2 separate regions of the Sus scrofa genome follow, and region 2 is linked to region 1. The links are chromatin contacts, called in public promoter capture Hi-C maps. All regions are on one chromosome and are shown on one strand. Each heading gives the region's core, a stretch centred on a gene start, on an enhancer-like site or on the middle of the called end of the contact. The rest is flanking DNA. Distances are from core to core; before and after follow the strand shown.

Region 1 (4,564 bases), core at 1,767-4,266:
TAAATAAAAACTTCCCATTAGCTGACTTGTTTTAAAGCCTCTCATACTCCCATTTATTTAAGAACAGCCCACATAGAAAACAGTTCTATCACTAAGGAGGGATTCGTTTAATCCCAAACGAATTATTCATAAAAGCATAGCTTTTACTTATAAAAAGCAAACTCCATGTTTAAATTACAACTTTAGCAAAAATGTTTTAACATATTACTTTCAGAATTGTTTTCTTATAAAAATGGTCAAAAGTAAATTTATTATTTATTGTTTCAGCATATAGAAACGATAGCATAAAGCTTTCTTCCTAAAACAAAACAAAATTTAATTTGACCAACACAATGCCAGAATGCTAAAAGCTTAAAACAGGCTCAGCGGGCTAAGAACCAGACATAGTGTCAGTGAGCATTCAGGTTCAATCCCTGGCCTTGATCAGTGGGTAAGGATGTGGCATTGCCACATTGCAGCTCAGATCTGGTATTGTCATGGCTGTGGTGTAGGTCTGTGGCTGCGGCACAGGCCTGCAGCTGCAGCTCTGATTCAACCTCTAGGCCAGGAACTTGCAAGTGCCACAGGTGCAGCCATTAAATTTAAAAAAAAAAAAAAAAAGCTTAAAAAATAACCTAATACATCATAGTAGAGCACATAAGTAACTGCAAAAGATCATCTCAATCTTCAAACTTTTAGTACAGCTCAAATGAGTCTTTGAATTTATTGTAATTCAAAATTCTAGCCTGCTCAAATATAAAATGCTACTAAAAATGTTAAAGTAATTTGAAAAACTACAACTGTATAAATTACATAGAGATATTTTTCTTTTACAGTTCTCTTCAGTTCACTAAGAAAATTTATAGCCAAATGTAACTGAGATAATCCTTCTTTAAGCTAATGTCTAAAATGGTTGCTACGTATTAATTTGTCAACTTTTTAAAAACCTAACACTTTGATGTTATTTTTATATCTACATTTCTTTCTGGCATTAAACTGCACACTACTGAAACAAAGTAAAAATCAGATTTTATCCAAGTTCATTTTAAGCTAAGTTTCATTTTCATGTAGGCTTTATCCTTCAATGCTTACATTTAAATTTTCTAAAACAAACTTCATATTCTATAAGGCAGCAATCAAATATACTGTTAACAAAATCACTGGAGATGTTATGGTCCCAGCAAAGACAGTATGAAAAAAATGTATTTTCACTCACACAGAAACAAATTAGAGTTTTAAACAATAAACCATGACTTACATCATGACGTGAACAGAGATGCCGAAAAGGTTAGAATGAAAAGTCCCCTTAAGGTCAACAGGATTTACTTTTATATTCGTGTCACGTGAATTCCTTTATTAAGGTTTGAAAAAACACCACTTACGAAAAAGAGTCACTGTGTGATGATAGAAACCATTTTAAGATTTATAAATCTTTTACGAAAAATCATGATTATATAGCAAATAGTAACTGGAATTTGAAGGGGTCTGAATTGCTTGTAGCTAAAACTGGATGGAGTAAATACTCCAAAATTCTTCAGTTCTCTAGGAATTTAAAAAAAGAAAAAAAGCTAGTCAATATTTTTTTTGGTTAAAAAACAACTACTCTTGTATCTGAGCAGAGAATATCTGTGCCAAGTTTAAGCCTACTATGAATTCAAACAGCTAGATTTGTAAGCAGGTTTAAAACTCTGCCCAATAATTAGAAAAAAACCACCTACACTAGAACATGCTCCACGGTACTGTGATCTATTAACAGTAAGACTGAGTGGATTTCAAGAACGCTGGTCTGACCAAAACTTTTCCCCAACTTATTCCTAATTCTAGATGGATAAATGAGCCTTTTTCTATGGAAGTTGATAGAAAATTCTACCAAAATCCCCTGTGACAGTTTTAGTCATAAGTTTTATTGTTGATATTACCATTTTTTGAGGAGGGTGGCAAGTACTTTATTAAAAAAGAAAACTTATAATGTGCGTTAAGGTATATGACATAAGATATATTGCTATTTAAATAGATTTTTAACAGCAAATTTAATGCTTCAATCAAACAAATTTTTTTTCCATTTTAAATAACTCATAAGTGACCAATGCTTGCTTTGGCACTCTGAATACTGTAAGTCTATTTAATCTTTAAAGATCAAACTCCAGAAGTCCATAGTTCAGAGAAACACATGCTTTACAAAACCTGGGATGTGGCTGCTTAATACACAAAGGAGTAAAAAGCACCGAACTCATCGCACACTGGAGATGAGAAATAAATTATTCTTCACAGGGCACAGTGTCTATATTTTAGTCATTACCTCAAGTCATCAAAGCAGGCCTGAAAGGTAAATATTATTACCTTCATTTTATAAAGAAACGGAGAAAATTGAGTTTAAATAAACTTGCCTGAAGTTTCACTGCTAGTGGCAAAGCAAGGATTCAAACCTAAGATTTCACATACCAAATTCCATCTTCTTTTCACTCTACCTTCAACCACTGCAATATCTGGCTGCAGCATTTATCAAAGAGTTGGCAGGACCTGTCTTGGCCAGCTGCTTGCAAGCCATGTTCAAAGACTAGCGTTTTTCATTAGCCAATGTCAATGAATTAAAAGACTCAAAAGCAAATTGAACAAAGTCAAGAATCCTAAGAAGCAGGCACTACTGCATCCGGGGGACCCCATGACACAGGGGCTGCAAAATCCTCCCCAGGGCTGCGGGGGCGGGGTGCGGAGGGGTAGCAGGGCAGAATCCCCCAGCTGTGTGCTGCTATTGGGGTGGAAGGGTCTCTGGGGCCCACAGACCCAAGGGTGAGGCAGTATAACTCTGCTCAGTCCTTGGTGGGCCTGATAGGTGAAGCCTCTTAGTCACAGCAATTGTTTCCCTAACGACCTGCTCAGGAGGGTCTTTAACACATTACCAGGCCCTATGAATATCCACTTGCAGCAAAACATTTACGCAACATCTCAAAAGCTCACGGCACATGATTCAGAACAGTCTGCAGTTCACCAATGTGCCAGGGCATGGAGGTCTGGGGACTGCTGGCCTGGGCGCTCTGTGGACACAGCCAATGAAGCCAGGACACTGATGGACAGCATTATCTGCCGTGTCAGCTGAGTGGTGCTGAATGCCACCAGGCCCTCCAGGGACCTGCTCAAGCCAGGACACTTCAGCCAGGCCAGTTCACATCACCATGCCCTTTGCCTGACCAATACGGCATACCTCCTTTCTAAGAGCGGGAATGCTGGTCAGCTATCCCATTGGGCAATAAATGCTTTGTGCAGAAATATGCTTATAATTGTGAATTTCACTTCTTCCTTCTTTTCACCATTTCCTCTCCTTTTTGTTTCTGCTGCTTCTACCCTCCTCCAGCTCTTCAAAATTCCACCATTCAATAACCCTTTCACTAACTAGTCTCTCTACAGAATCTCTTCAATACACTGCTGCCTAACTGATCTTTAAAACAGCTTTTATCATGTCAAGTTCTTTCAATGGCTGTACATTGTGAAATGAATCAATTCTTAACACCTCTAACTTTTCACAACTAATTTGTATCCTCCCTGTTTATTTATCCAACCTAATTTCCTGCTTCAGATGGACACCAAAGAACTAAATCAGCCTCTATAATTAAACAATCACCAGTCAGACCAAGTCAGCCTACCTGCTTCCTAAGGTGTCAACACTTGTCATTTCCACAGTGGAAACTTCCAACAGTTGCCCACTGCTGACATAAATTCAAATTCTTAATAAGACACTGAAAATTCTCCATGATCTGGCCCCAAAGTATTTTTGCTGTCTTCTGCTTACTACAACCAACATGAGGTCTTGTTCTCTGACAGACACAGAGATCGCAGCCCCTCCTGGCGCAGACCACTCTAGCTTTCCCTACATCTGTGTCAAGATGCTCACCTTGAATTCATATCCCCATTCGCTCTATTAACATCCTTCCCATCTTTCAAGGTTACTTCTGAGAAGTAGATCTCTCTAGTCTGTGTTTCCACAAACCTTTCTTTATATCACTTATCAGTCTCTATCTCGTATTTCAGTTACCTTCTCTTTTAGAGCAGGAAGCTCTTAAGAGCAGGGGGTTCTGGCTTGACCTTTACATCAATCCTAATAACTTGTAGCCACAGTACCTTTCTTTCTCTCTCTCTCTCTCTCTTTTTTTTTTTTGGCCGTACCCGTAGCATATGGAAGTAGTTCCCAGGCCAGGGACTGAATACAAGCCGCAGCTGCAGGAATGCTGGATCCTTAACCTAATGCACCAGGCGAGGGATCAAACCCATGTCTCAGCAGAGAAACAAGCTGCTGCAAAATTAACACTGGATCCTTAGCCTACTATACCACAGCGGGAACTCCAACAGTACCTTTCTTGAAAACACTTGTTATAATAAATACCAATAAATGGAATGTATCTGAATCCCTGGCAGAAGCTATTAAACACTCAACCTGGCAGACGTGGTAAGAAGTAAAATATAAGCAAAATGACAAAAAACTTATCAAAAAGTGAAAGCTTTTAAAAATCAAGACTGTGGACAGCACTTAATACACTTGTTTTGGTCACATCAGTTCTCTCTACCCACGTAAACCAAGGTCATTTTCACC
Region 2 (4,597 bases), core at 2,027-4,526, 73 kb before region 1:
AAAGCAAAATAACCCCCACAAAACCAAAATAAGATACTACTTACTATTAGGATGGATACTATCAAAAGACTAGAGTAAATACTGGCAATGATGTGGAGAAAACGGAACCCTTGTGCATTGCTGGCGGCATGCAAAATGGCACAGCTGCTGTGGAAACTGTAAGATGACTCTTCCAAAAAATTAAACACAGAATAACCATGTAACTCAGGAATTCCACTTCTAGGTAGATACCTGAAAGAACTGAAAGCTGGGACTTGAACAGATATTTGTACACCTATGTTCACAGCAACATTTTTCACGATAGCCAAAAGGTGCAACCAACCTAAGTGTCTACTGACAGATAAATAAAATGTGTGTGTGTGTGCGTGTAAACACATACACAACCAACCTAAGTGTCTACTGACAGATAAATAAAATGTGGTGTGTGTGCGTGTGTGTAAACACATACTCAATGAAATATTATTCAGCTATGAAAAGGAAGGAAACTTTCAATTATGCTACAAGATGAATGAAGCCTGAAGACATGCTAAGTGCAAAAAGTCACAAAAACACTAGAATCTCTTGTGTGAGCTTCCAGAACAGTCCATTTCCTCCAGGCAGAAAGAAGAATGATGGTGGCCAGGGAATTCACAGGGGAGGGGAGAGAGGTGGAAGAATGGGTCATTAGTGTTTAAAAGGTACAGATTTTCGACTGGGGAAGATGTAAAAGTTCTGGAGATGAATATTGGTGATGGTTGTGCAAGAATGTGACTATACCCAGTGTCACAGACCTGTACACTTAAATGTGGTTAAAGTGGTCATTTTATTTTTAAAATAAAAAAAATTTTACCACAATTTTACCACAATTTTCTTAAAATTCTAGTAAGACATACCTTAGTTACAAAATGTCAAAAATGTCCTCATATTGAACTTTGATTATATTGTCTACATTTTCATTAGTGCCTCAATGTTCTTCGTCAGCTGCCAAGATGTTAACATTTACTTTCATTCTTAAGAAAACAAAACAAAAGTAAGCTTTTAAAATTCAGTGGTTAGACTAAAAATTATCTCTAGCCTCTACGAAAGGAAGCCAAAGGACAACATACACACACATGACCAATCCTTTAGGAAGAAGACATCTGGTCTGTTCTATAATGACCTCGATCAGTTCACAGGGGTGTTGTGTGCCCACAGTTTCCAGAGATTCATGTTAGTTTATCAGTAGTCTAATGTTACCCCAAATTTACTAAACAGAAGATAAAACCAGGTGCCAACTAAGCAAGAGAAGCTCAACAAAAAGGTTAGAGAGCAATCACTATCTCAGAAGTGAGAGAACTAAGAAGAGTTTAGGCATCTAAGAGCTCCCTGAAGCAAGCTATGAAAAGCACGCATGGACAAGTCTATTTAATCCAAGCCCATGGATGAATCCTGATTCACTTCCACTTTACAGCGGAATCAAATAAGTGATAGACACTAATTCAAAAGCAAAAACACTGGGACAAAAGGAGACCAAGGCTTTCAAGGCTGGACCCAACCACAGAATCCATGAGGCTTGGCAAGCGTACCACCGTGTGCTGGAACTGCGCCATCGCCCCTGCACCGCAGACCTGCAGGTCTGCAGACAGGGCTACTTAATCACTTCTGGGCCTGATCATCGCCCCTCCCCCCCCCTCCCCCCCACCCGGGGCGCTCCAGGCCATGGCTCTAACAAGAGGACCTGGCGCCAGAGGTGATGCCTGCTTGCCATCTCACACCAGGATGAGCCTGGAAGAGAGACATGGGGTGGCCACGCGTCACACAGAGATCATCCAGAAGAACCTGTGCCAGTGGAGAGATGCCACCGCAACAGGGCAGATTTTGCAACATTAGCAGCTACAGGAGTGGAAATTGAATGTGTGGCTTTGAGGCAGCCACCTCTCTTTCTTAAGCCTGTTTTAGAGATGAATAAAGATCCAAGCAAGCCTTCTGTAATAGAATAAACTGTCGTTCTTTGAAGACAGACCTTTTACTCTTGATGGGAATGAAGAATCAAGGGGCACGATGAGGGACATATTCTTAGAGTTTTTTTTTTTGTCTTTTTTTTTTGTCTTTTTGTTGTTGTTGTTGTTGCTATTTCTTGGGCCGCTCCTGCGGCATATGGAGGTTCCCAGGCTAGGGGTTGAATCGGAGCTGTAGCCACTGGCCTACGCCAGAGCCACAGCAACGCGGGATCCGAGCCGCATCTGCAACCTACACCACAGCTCACGGCAACGCCGGATCATTAACCCACTGAGTAAGGGCAGGGACCGAACCCGCAACCTCATGGTTCCTAGTCGGATTCGTTAACCACTGCGCCACGACGGGAACTCCTCTTAGAGTTTTGTTGTTAGAAAAATGACTCGCTAGTAAAGAAAAGCTTCCCCAGCAGGAGAAGAAGGTTTCAACTGTCTCTCCAGTTCTGTTCCTTCCTCCTGGGTTCTACTCATGCTACAACCCCAGCTATTCCTAGAAACCCGCTAGCAGAACAGGGTTGGGGTGGCGGGGGTGGGGAGACAGGCAAGAAATGGAAGCAAACTGACACAGGTTTTCAAAGAGAAGACTGCTCCGGAGTGGATCTTGACTGCAATGGGAACCAGGGTAGCTTTTTCACTGCTGTACATGGAAGACGGAAGAGCAGGGCTACATGGTCCAGTCAGGTCAACTGTCTAATTCTATTTCACCTTTAAGCATGACCAATTTCATAAAGAAATCTCATTCTTTACAAGCAAGGCATCTTACTCAGATTATATCAGGGCAAAACCATTTAAGGGACTATATAGAGAAAAAAAAGCAACAGACACATTTAAAAAAAAAAATCAAACACACTTAGTGCTTACCATGTACCAGGTACTGGTCTAAGGTTTTGCTTTTCTTTTCTTTTAATCTATCACTTTACTTTTTTTTTTTTTTTTGGCCACACTTGCAGCATGCATAAGTTCCTGAGCCAGGGATCGAACCTGCGCCACAGCAGTTATCGAAGTCACAGCAGTGACAATGCTGGATCCTTAACCTGCTGAGCCACCAGGCAACTCCAGGCCTAAGCTTTTCTACTGATATTCTTACTTATTTTCCTCACAGCAATATTATTGGGGTAGTACTACCATATCCCCCAGTTACTGAGGCACAGGAAGGTCAGCCAAAGCTGGTAAGTAAAAGGACCAGGATTTGAATTCATGCATGCAGTCTGGTTCCAGAGTTTGCACCCTTAACCATTACACTCTACACGCAAAGAACAGAGCGCACTCATGCTTGATGATCCCAAGTACACAGGCACTGTGCCAGTGAGGGGTTTTGCATGTGGTATCCCGCTGGTTCCTCTAAATGCTGTATGAGACTGGCTTCATCTTCCCCTTTTCAGGATTAAAAAACTGAGACTTAGTCAAGTTAAGTAACTTATTCAACATTACACAATAGAGAGATTGCAAAACACCAGTTATTTATTGGGTGCAAATTATATGCCAGCCACTCTGACACACATTATCACTTTAATCCTCCCAGCAGCCCTGTAACATAGGTATTAATTTATCCCTATTTTACAGCACAGGAAAATGAGGCTTAGAGAGAAGTTTGGTAACCTAATCAGAGGCCGATCAGTCAGAACAAAATTTTAACCTCAGACCAGCTGAGTCCCCAAATCCCTAGTTTTTCCCCTTGGATGTTGCTGTAAATAAAACTTTATGCATATGCTACAAGAGGGAAGGCATTATTAGGGGTACAAAGCTCTGTTTAATAAGCTTATATAAAAAGAGATTCAGCTGTTTAATAAGTTTATATAAAAAGAGAAAAAGGGCCACTTTGCAAATCACTATGATTTCCATTCATGGATCCCTCAACACTTCATTGAGGTCCTTACCAAGTGCAGACACTGGATACAGCAGTGAACCAGTCAGATAAAATCGTTACCCTTCTGATCTTACAATCTAGAGAGCAACACCACAGGTAAATGAGTAAAAGACACAATGTGGCTAGCACTTGAAGGACATCCATGGCTTTGCTTCTCAATGTAAAGCTACTCTGTGCAGGTCGGATCTGCTGATGTGGCTCCATCTGCCAACATCTGTAAAAATGGGACCTGATGTACATACACATCCAGCCTCAAAACATCACTGGAGCTTCAGGGCCCAACTTTCAATACCTCACAGATCTCTCTCCCATACATGTCCAAAACCAGACCCCTCACCTCCTGAGAAAGCTACTCCTCCTCTATCTGCTGCTTCTCACTTTCTATCACCAGGTAAATGTTCTGTAACTCTGCTCTCTCTCTCCATCTTCAAACCCAATCCATTTCCAAGATCTTTAAACTCGACTTCTGCAGTTTCTCATGATCACATTACTTTCTTTCTGATTCCTCTGCAACTGCTGGGAGTTCCTCATCTCTAAAGTCAGCTTCTCCAGGAACTTCTCCCCACGTCAGAGTTCTCCGTTTCTCCACTGAGCCTATGCTCAGTATCGAATAGTGCCCTGGTTCCTTCCTATGGAACATGTGGATAGAAATCACCACACAGTACCAATGCGAGGATTAAGTGTGATAATAAAACAACCATCTATCACAGGATGGAGTAGGGACTCTAAAAATGTCCGTCCTCTTTCGCTGTTTCTT

The links. Promoter capture Hi-C pulls out the DNA fragments that hold promoters and counts their contacts.
Region 2: a contact with region 1 is called in a promoter capture Hi-C map of liver, with 2.0 times the contacts expected there. The contact joins two enhancer-like sites. A contact is called at or near these places in 1 of 5 promoter capture datasets (liver) and 3 of 47 Hi-C or Micro-C datasets (liver and skeletal muscle).

What each region holds. Positions count from the first base shown.
Region 1 is chr4:65,019,448-65,024,011 of Sscrofa11.1, reverse strand. All of the region lies in intron 1 of NCOA2 (nuclear receptor coactivator 2), which reads right to left. Among named protein-coding and RNA genes, the nearest start is that of NCOA2, 67 kb to the right of the region's middle. Within about 2 kb of position 3,016, at least 16 of the 83 cell types and tissues checked have an H3K27ac peak or open chromatin away from gene starts, as enhancers often do. A contact at or near this core is called in liver, where this site is marked.
Region 2 is chr4:65,092,365-65,096,961 of Sscrofa11.1, reverse strand. All of the region lies in intron 2 of NCOA2 (nuclear receptor coactivator 2), which reads right to left. Among named protein-coding and RNA genes, the nearest start is that of NCOA2, 140 kb to the right of the region's middle. Within about 2 kb of position 3,276, at least 4 of the 83 cell types and tissues checked have an H3K27ac peak or open chromatin away from gene starts, as enhancers often do. A contact at or near this core is called in liver, where this site is marked.